3 separate regions of the Mus musculus genome follow, and all the other regions are linked to region 2. Evidence: chromatin contacts called from public HiChIP or PLAC-seq data. All regions are on one chromosome and are shown on one strand. The core of a region is the stretch at or near the end of the contact, and the rest is flanking DNA. Distances in the headings are between cores, read along the strand shown. Region 1 has its middle 20 kb from the start of Gm39140. Region 2 holds the start of Vdac3 (voltage-dependent anion channel 3). Region 3 has its middle 20 kb from the start of Ap3m2.

Region 1 (2,700 bases), core at 134-2,633, 160 kb after region 2:
ACCTAGGTATGACCAAATCATGCAGACAGCTCAGCGTTGGTGAGATGCCATCCGTGCCAGGGTGGGCTTTGGTGATGTCCCTGTCTTTGAGTCACTTCTGCTCCTGCAAGTAACCCCTCACCTATATCCCTGGAAATAACCCAAACACAACTCATAAGTTTACCAAGTTGGACGTTGACAGTATCTGTACGTTGGTCTGTCATGGGCTCCCAATCTACTCCCAGTGGGTGAGTAGATGGGTGTGTTGTATCTCTCTGGGGACAATCTTGTCACATAACAGGAGTAGCAGAGTCACACACACGTATTCCCATGATCTATTACAGACAGGTGTTTTTGTGGAGAGTCACGAACTTGTATTTCTTCTATCAGGTAGTTCTGTATATGCTGGTGCACACACATGCATTTCCTATCCCTGTCATAACTGGAAAGCTGTGTGTAGTAGTTTTTCTCATACACATCTTCCCTAGATCTGTTGTAATTAGGGTTATATGTATAGACACACACACACACACACACACACACACACACACACACACACACAAACACACTATATATATATATATATATGTATATATATATATATATATATATATATCCCTGTTATAGTTAGATGTGGTGATTTAAATGAAAAGGCCTTCATAAGCTCATATATTTGAGTATTTGGTTCCCAATTAGTGAACACCTTTGGGAACCATTAGGAGGTGTGGCCTTGTTGGAGGAGGTGTGTCCTTGGGGCTGGGGGCTTTGAGGTTCAAAAAAAAAAAAAAAAAAGCCCACACCAGGTCCAGTCTCCCTCTCTTTCACAAACTCCACCATACCTAGGCCTAGGACTCCATGGGGTGGTGTTGGGACATAGAATACATGTGAATAGGCATGCCCAGGTTACCACATAGCAGCTCTGGGAAATGGAAGGCATGCAAACAGGCATGACCAAGCTTGCCTCCTGGTGTCAGTGGGACAGGGACTGAGTCCAAAGAGGTTGAACCAGGTTGCCATGGGCACTGCTGGGACACCATACATGTGAGACTAGGAGAGATCATGCTACCACATGGTGGCTCTGGGTCACAGCAGAACTGTGAACTATGTGGCCGGGCCACCACTTGGAGGTCCTGGGACACGGCAAGCATGTGGACATGTTCAGACATGTACCATTGCTCAGACATGGTGAGCATGCAAACAGGCATGCCCAGGCTGTCGTGTGGTGGTGGTCGGACTTGGCAAGTGTGCCAACAGGTGTGCTCAGGCTAGGAGGCAGTAGCACTGGAACATAGCAGGCACGGCAGCAGGTGTGAACCAATGTTCCCAGACAAATAAAGGCATGCCCAGGCTCCTAAGTGTTGGTGCTGGGACAGGTTTGCAGGCAAACAGGCAATACTCCACCAAGTGGCAAATCTGGGACATGGCAGGCATTTAGTAAATGTCTCTGACAAGTCTGCCACATGGCAGCCCTGGGATGTGATAGGCCACCATGTGGCAGCCGCCCAGACCACTAGGTAGCAATGCGGGGGACATGGTATGTGTGTGAACAGGAGAGCTCAGGATGTCACGCAATGGCGTAGAGACACAGAATGTATATACCCTACAGCTGCCTAGAGATGTGGCAGGTGAGAATAGGCATGCCTGGCCACCACTTGGCAGCACTGGCATATGGTAGGTGTGCAAATGCATGTGTCCAAGCCACTCCACAATGGTGCTGGGATATGGTGCAGATGTGTCCTGGCTGCTGGCTGGCAAGGCTAAGACATAGTAGGTGTGCTAGCAGGTATGATCTGGCTAGTGATTTGAGGCTCTGGGACACAATATATGTGCAGACAGGTGAGCATGGGCTCATGTGTTGGCACTGGAACATAGCAGGCATGTGAACGGGCATGTCCAGGCAGTGCTGGAACATGACATACATATGAACTGGCATGCCCAGGCAGTGCTGGAACATGACATACATATGAACTGGCATGCTCAGGCAGTGCTGGAACATAACATACATATGAACTGGCATGCCCAGGCAGTGCTGGAACATAACATACATATGAACTGGCATGCCCAGGCAGTGCTGAAACATGACATACATATGAACTGGCATGCCCAGGCAGTGCTGGAACATGATATACATATGAACTACCATGTCCAAGCAGCCATGTGAAAAGGTGTGCCAAGTCTGCCACATGGAGGTCCTGGAACATGGTAAGCAGGCAAAGAAGTGTGCACAAACCATAACTTGGCAGCCCCGGGACATAGTAGGTGTGTGAATCGGTAGGTATTCTCAGGCAGTCACATGCTGGTACTAGGACACAGAAATCATGCAAACTGGTGTGCCCTGGCAGCTATGTGTCATGGCTGGGACACGGCATGCATACAAGCAGGCACACCCAAGCCACTGCTTGGCAGTGCTTGAACACAGTTGCATGCACACAGGTGAAACCAGCCTGCATTGTGGTGGTGTTGGGATATGGTACATATGTGAACAGGCATGTCCAGGCTGCCATGTAGTGGCCCTGGGACACAGCAAGCATCTGATACCCCTGGGCATTTAACTGTCATGCCCAGGAGATGACATAATGGTGGTGTGACCTGGCAAGTGTGTAAGCAGGCTTGCTGAAGCCACCACATGGTGGCACTAGGGCATGGTAAGCAAATGAATAGATGTGCCCAGGCCACCATGAGGTGGTGCTTGGATAAGGCACGTCTGTTATCATAACCCCA
Region 2 (2,700 bases), core at 35-2,534:
AGAGAAATAAAGAAGGCATGGAGTCAGGTGGTTGGGGGAATCTGGGAGGAGCTGGGGGTGGGGAAACATGACCGGGATATAGTGTATGAAAAATTATTTTCAATAAAAAGAGTTAGCGGTAGAAACATCAACAAATATTTCCAAAAAGGCCATTTGTACATAACCAAGGCACAGTACCCTCAGATTCTACGTTGCTCTAGTACTAGTGTACTAGTGTAGTTTACTCAAATCTCCTCAGTTGCTTGGTTGTGTTCAATAGCCCTTTTGTTTTATCCACAGTCCAACTGAGACTCACAAAAACACTTTAGCATTACATCTTTTTGTTCTTAAACCCTTTTCTTCATCTTTCATGACATTGAAGATTGAGCAGTTGCTTCGCAGAACGTCCCTTAATTTGGATTTGCTTTCTCGCCCATAGACAAATTACATGCTTTGTTAAGAATACTGACTCGTGGGCTGGAGAGATGGCTCAGCCGTTAAAGGCTAGGTTCACAACCAAGAATATAAGAATATCGACTTGTGTCCCTTTCTGTGAATGACAGGGCACCTGAAGTTAGCTTTAGTCACTTGGTGAAGGCGATTTTCTGGCTGTGAAGGTCCTTTCCTCTTCAGTAAATAATCCGCGGAGTGAGTGAGTCCTGGGAACCATCGGGATCTCCTTAACCGTTTGCTGGGGAATCGGTTGTCACTAAGGTGGCTCTAAAGCAGTGGTGTGTTCCTTGCACAATTCCTGCGACATTGATTTCTCTTCTAAGAAGAGCTCTCTCTCCATCCTCTCTCTCTCTTGAATTAACTTGCATGCTCTAGAAGCCCGCAGTCGCCTAACCTCTAGGGCCTGGGTTTTCTCTCATCGTTCCAACTGAGAAGACTCACATTTTAAAATTACAGTTGACCTGGGACGAAGTTCCCATAAAGACCTGCAAGTCATCCACCATAGAGAGGGTGGCAGGGTCTGGGAGCGACACTCTGGCTGGCAGCTCGCGTCCGCAGAGCCCGCCCTGGGTCTCTGCTGGCGCCCTGCCCGCCCGCGCCCCTTCAGGGGACAGTAGCTACGGCTTTGGCACATTCTCGCGAGAGCCGCGCCTCCCGGCCCAGCAAAGGTCCTCAAAGGCCTTTCGGCCATTTCCACACCACCCCGCGCCGGTCACCCGCCAGCAGGGCCCCCACTGCGCCCGCGCACTCGCCCGCGCACGCGCAGCCGGACAGTTGGCCTAGGCGCCCGCCGCGGGGCCCCTTGCACGTCTGGTCTGAGGCGCGGCGCCGCGCCGCGCGCACTCGCGCTGGGGGACGACGGGCGCGCAGGCGCACAGGCGCGGCGGGGGAGCGAGGTCGCGCAGGCGCAGACGGCGTTGGTTCGAGAAGACCTTCAGCGTTGCCTTGGTGGAGCGGGACGGGCCCACCCTCGGGTTGTAGGTGAGGCGACCGCTGCCGCGGGCCGGGTGGGCGGATGGCCGGCGGGCCTGAGGAGCCGGCCGAGGCCACGGAGGAGGAGCTGAGGGGCGCCGACCTAGGGCGAGGCGAGGCAGGGGAGACTCCGCTGCCCGGACCCTGTTGGTCGCCTGAGGGCGGGAGTCGCCGCCCTGGGCCGGCCGCGACCTTCCGCCGCACCCGGCGTGCGCACTGGCGGTCTGCCCGGGGCCAGGCTGGAAGGCGGGCGGTTTCTAGAGAGGACGAGTCCCGGAACCCCAAACCTACACCCGACCCTGTCCTCACCCCGCTGTCTGGTGTGTCCAGCACTTGTCAGGCGTGTCTTGCACTCCCGACGGCCGAAGGGTGGATGCTCTTCATGCATCTTAAAAAGCAGAAACAAGGAACAAAAGAGAAGCTGTCTCCTCTAGTTAGTGCCTTTTGTCGTCCTCTCAGGCTCTAATGCAGCCTCAGGGCATGGTGCATAGCTGTCTTGTAGCGCTAAGATGATTGTGAGGTTGTAGCTTGACTCTCGAGTAACATGGAGTCCGGGTTTTCTCGATTTTTTTGCTTGATCATACCAGCAGTGCATTTCCCATTAGAATCATGGGTCCGAGTAAGGGACAGTTTGGGCATGAACGACTTCAGTTATCCACTTGACTTTTGCAAAGTGATGATTTTTGAGAAACAGTGGATCAAAAACGCTAAACGCAGCTTGTAAATAGCACTTAGACATTTCGACCACCTTGGTTTATTTTCTCCCTGATCAGTATGAAAACCTAAAACTGTATAAACGTTTCTGTCTGAATACGTAAGACCTGTGTTTCCTCCCTCCTAGAATGATGGCAAAAGATTTACATTACTACCGGGACTGTAAAATTACCCTGCTAGTGGACTCCAAACTCTGTAACATAGAGCAGAATTTTATTATAGATTGATGTAGAACATCAATACCACTCATTTGCCTTGACTCCTTAACTTTTCCTTTTGATTGATGCCTTGGATAAAACCCGTGGCATCAATTATAGATCCTCTTCTATGTAAGATAAGTGCTTTACCCATACGCCATCCCCATTTCTCTATAAATTTTGGGTGTGTGTGTGAACTTGTTTATGTGGTGTATGTACACGTTTGTGTGCACATCCGTATGCATGTGGAGTCCAGTGGTTGATGTTGGGTATAGGTCTCCTCACTGAACTGAGAAGTCTTCCTGTCTCCGCACTTTCCCTACCCCAGTGCTGTGTGGGTCCTCATATGCAGTTCCTCATGCTTGTGTGACAGACACTTTGCCAA
Region 3 (2,700 bases), core at 171-2,670, 190 kb before region 2:
ATTTGAGACATCTGAAACTCTGGGTAGAGTGTGAGTCTCCAGCTACCCTGGGAGATGGGTCATTTAGTGCTGTTTGTAAGGTTGGTGGCAGCTAAGGTCTAGAGGAATCTAATGGTTTCTCCAGGTTGTAAAAGGCAAAGCCATTAAAGCCCCAGGTGCCCATGCCAGTCCTTTCCTGTGTGCCACACGGGCAGAGGGTGGAGCTGCCAGTTCCCAAGTGTCTCTTGTAGAGGTTTTTCTGAGGGAGATGGGCATCTTACTTACTTTTCCATTGCTGGGACAAAACACCTCGACCAAGGCAACTCATTAAAGAAGGTGTTTAATTGGGCTTACAGTTCCACAGGGTTAGAGTCCGTGATGCCGGAGCAAAGGCAAGATGGCAGGTATGATGAGAGCTCACCACTTGACCCACAAGTAGGGGGCAGAGAGCAGAGTGGGAATGACATGGGCTTTTGGGCCTCAGGGCTCACCCCCCAGCGACACACCTACTCCCATAAGACCACACTTTCTAATCCTTTTCAACTGGACCAAGAATCCAAACACAGAGCCTATAAAGAGTGAGTCTCATTCCAAGCACCAGGTGGAGTCTAATGCTGCCAGTTGATACGAGTAGTCACTGATAACTCTCTAAACCAATTTTCTAGACATCTATAGCAGGACTTTCTGGACCTGCCAGAGATTAAATGACGTAGGGACTTACTGATTTCTAGTATAGCTTACGCTTTTAGCTTGGGCTATCTCCCATCTAGCTCATTCAACTTAACCTTATCCTAGCCCACGACACACCATGTGATTAGTTCTTTGCCGCTCTCTCTGTCCCAGTTTGTCCAACCACCTTCTCGGTACCTACAACCACTTCCTTATCTGGTGGTGAATCCCCGCCTCTGATTCTTTTCCCAGAGACCCTCTCTCAGCCTGCCTTCCCTTTCCTGCCTAGCTACTGGCTGTCAGATCTTTATTAAGCCAATCAATGGGTGAGGAAGGAGGGGTATTTACAAAGTACCGAGGCAGATGATGAGGCCTAAGAATAACACCACCAAAGTCAGGCCAGCTCTCAGCTGGTACAGTGATCAGCAATTGTATATACAGAGTCAGCTTTCACACGGTGCACCCCAACAGATGTCTGTTCACTACCTGGAAGTGTGTTGTGCTTGTTAAGAGCTCAGTTTTGGGGCTGGAGAGATGGCTCAGAGGTAAAGAGCACTGGCTGTTCTCCCAGAGGATCAGGGTTCAATTCCCAGCACCCACGTGGAAGCTCACATCTGTAACTCCAGTTCCAGAGACTGCAACTGCTTCACACAGCCAAAACACCATTGAACATTTTTTTTTAAAGTTCAGTTTCTGTTTCTCTTAGACACTACATATGTATGTCTCTATTGGGAGACAGGTTCTATATACCACAGCCTTCATGATGAAATGAAAGGACAGCCTGTGGGGGTAGGGTGGGTGTCACTTCTCTGTTTCCTTTATGTGACTCCAGAGGACTCAAGTCATCAGGTTTGGCTGTAAGTGGCTTCACTCATGGATCCAGGTTGGTTTATTTGGGTTTTTTTGCCCACTTCTCACACATGTCTCTAGTACAGTGCCCTCCCTTTTCCCTAGCAACTTTGCAAATATTAAATGGAAAACCCCAGGAAAGGGCAACCTTTCAGGTTGTGTATTATTCTGAGCAGCGTGATGAAGTCTTTCACTGACTTGCCATCCCACCCTGGCAGGCCCCATCTTTCCCTGGACACAGATCACACCTTGCCCCTGGTCTCGCTGGCCACTAAGGACCGGCCAGTCTCCACTCTTAACAATGGCCATAGTATCTGGTCTCTTTGTGCTCAGGTAACCGCTATTTTATTTAGTAGCCCTACTTCACAAGTAAATGCGGGGGGGGGGGGGTTCGGGGGGGGGTTGGATAGGCCAGTGAAAAAATAAGAAGACTGAAAGAAAATGCTTCCTCTCAATGAGAAATTCAAAGTTCCCAATAAGAACAAAAATCCCACGTGAATGCCTCAGTAAGGACAATACTTGTAACTGAAATTGTAAAGCACTTAAAAAAACATATGCAAAAAACAAAACTCCCACTGGGATCTTGGAATGGGTTCTGTACAGATCAGGGCTGACTGCTGTATCCCTTCCCTCGGTCTTGTTTTAGAGGGATTGGGCCTGGGAGCAGGAAACGTCATCAACTTATATTTTCTTCTATGCCAGTAGGTGGTGACTAGGTGCCATCAAAACTGGTTGTGATTGTTAATGGCTTTAAAAAGGGACTTGATGAGAAGCCCAAGGGATCTGAAACACTAAAGATTGTGTGCTCAGCTTTTGTATACGGAATTGAAGTCTATTAGACCTTGCCATGCACAGACCTGGGCTCTGTGCTCCTCTGGTCTCTGACAACCAAAACCCACCATGCAGTTATCTGGGATCATAGTTGCTCTTTGGGTCTGCTATCCTCTTGTATTACCAACCAGGAATAATGAGGTAGCATTGACTTCCCCTTGACTGGTCCCCTTCTGGTGAATTCCAGACTTCGCACCCTGCATTTCCTAACCAACTCTGGGCAGGGATGAGCTCGCCTGACCCTTTAATATGATTCATATGACCGTCCAGTTGGACACTTCCCTGCAAGAATGAGCAATTGTCTTCATCTGTGTATGGTTTCCAGGACTCCCCTCAGGAATGTTGGGGCCTTTTGACTTTGTATTCCCATCC

Evidence for each region. HiChIP or PLAC-seq counts read pairs in DNA pulled down with a chosen protein or histone mark.
Region 1: a contact with region 2 is called in an H3K27ac HiChIP or PLAC-seq map of embryonic stem cells, with 12 read pairs. The contact joins the enhancer-like site here to the promoter of Vdac3 in region 2. A contact is called at or near these places in 3 of 39 promoter capture datasets (embryonic stem cells and macrophages), 1 of 15 datasets of contacts at CTCF or cohesin (the NIH/3T3 cell line), 10 of 484 Hi-C or Micro-C datasets (the 63-12 cell line, bone marrow-derived macrophages, brown adipocytes and 4 more), 41 of 115 datasets of contacts at active chromatin or transcription factors (the 230-238 cell line, DN3 thymocytes, the HPC-7 cell line and 26 more) and 4 of 9 other capture datasets (adipose tissue, liver, macrophages and 1 more).
Region 3: a contact with region 2 is called in a CTCF HiChIP or PLAC-seq map of the NIH/3T3 cell line, with 12 read pairs. The contact joins the enhancer-like site here to the promoter of Vdac3 in region 2. A contact is called at or near these places in 2 of 39 promoter capture datasets (the 3T3-L1 cell line and macrophages), 2 of 15 datasets of contacts at CTCF or cohesin (the NIH/3T3 cell line and pro-B cells), 6 of 484 Hi-C or Micro-C datasets (CD8 T cells, the HPC-5 cell line, cortical neurons and 3 more), 6 of 115 datasets of contacts at active chromatin or transcription factors (the 230-238 cell line, the NIH/3T3 cell line, bone marrow-derived macrophages and 3 more) and 2 of 9 other capture datasets (liver and macrophages).

The regions. Positions count from the first base shown.
Region 1 is chr8:22,433,299-22,435,998 of GRCm38.p6, reverse strand. No RefSeq gene overlaps it. Among named protein-coding and RNA genes, the nearest start is that of Gm39140, 20 kb to the left of the region's middle. Within about 2 kb of position 1,383, at least 148 of the 459 cell types and tissues checked have an H3K27ac peak or open chromatin away from gene starts, as enhancers often do. A contact at or near this core is called in the 63-12 cell line, DN3 thymocytes, the HPC-7 cell line and 11 more, where this site is marked.
Region 2 is chr8:22,592,397-22,595,096 of GRCm38.p6, reverse strand. It overlaps Vdac3 (voltage-dependent anion channel 3), which reads left to right and starts at 1,284. Exons shown (of 9, transcript NM_011696.2): 1 at 1,284-1,413.
Region 3 is chr8:22,784,606-22,787,305 of GRCm38.p6, reverse strand. No RefSeq gene overlaps it. Among named protein-coding and RNA genes, the nearest start is that of Ap3m2, 20 kb to the left of the region's middle. Within about 2 kb of position 1,420, at least 95 of the 459 cell types and tissues checked have an H3K27ac peak or open chromatin away from gene starts, as enhancers often do. A contact at or near this core is called in CD8 T cells, the NIH/3T3 cell line, effector CD8 T cells and 2 more, where this site is marked.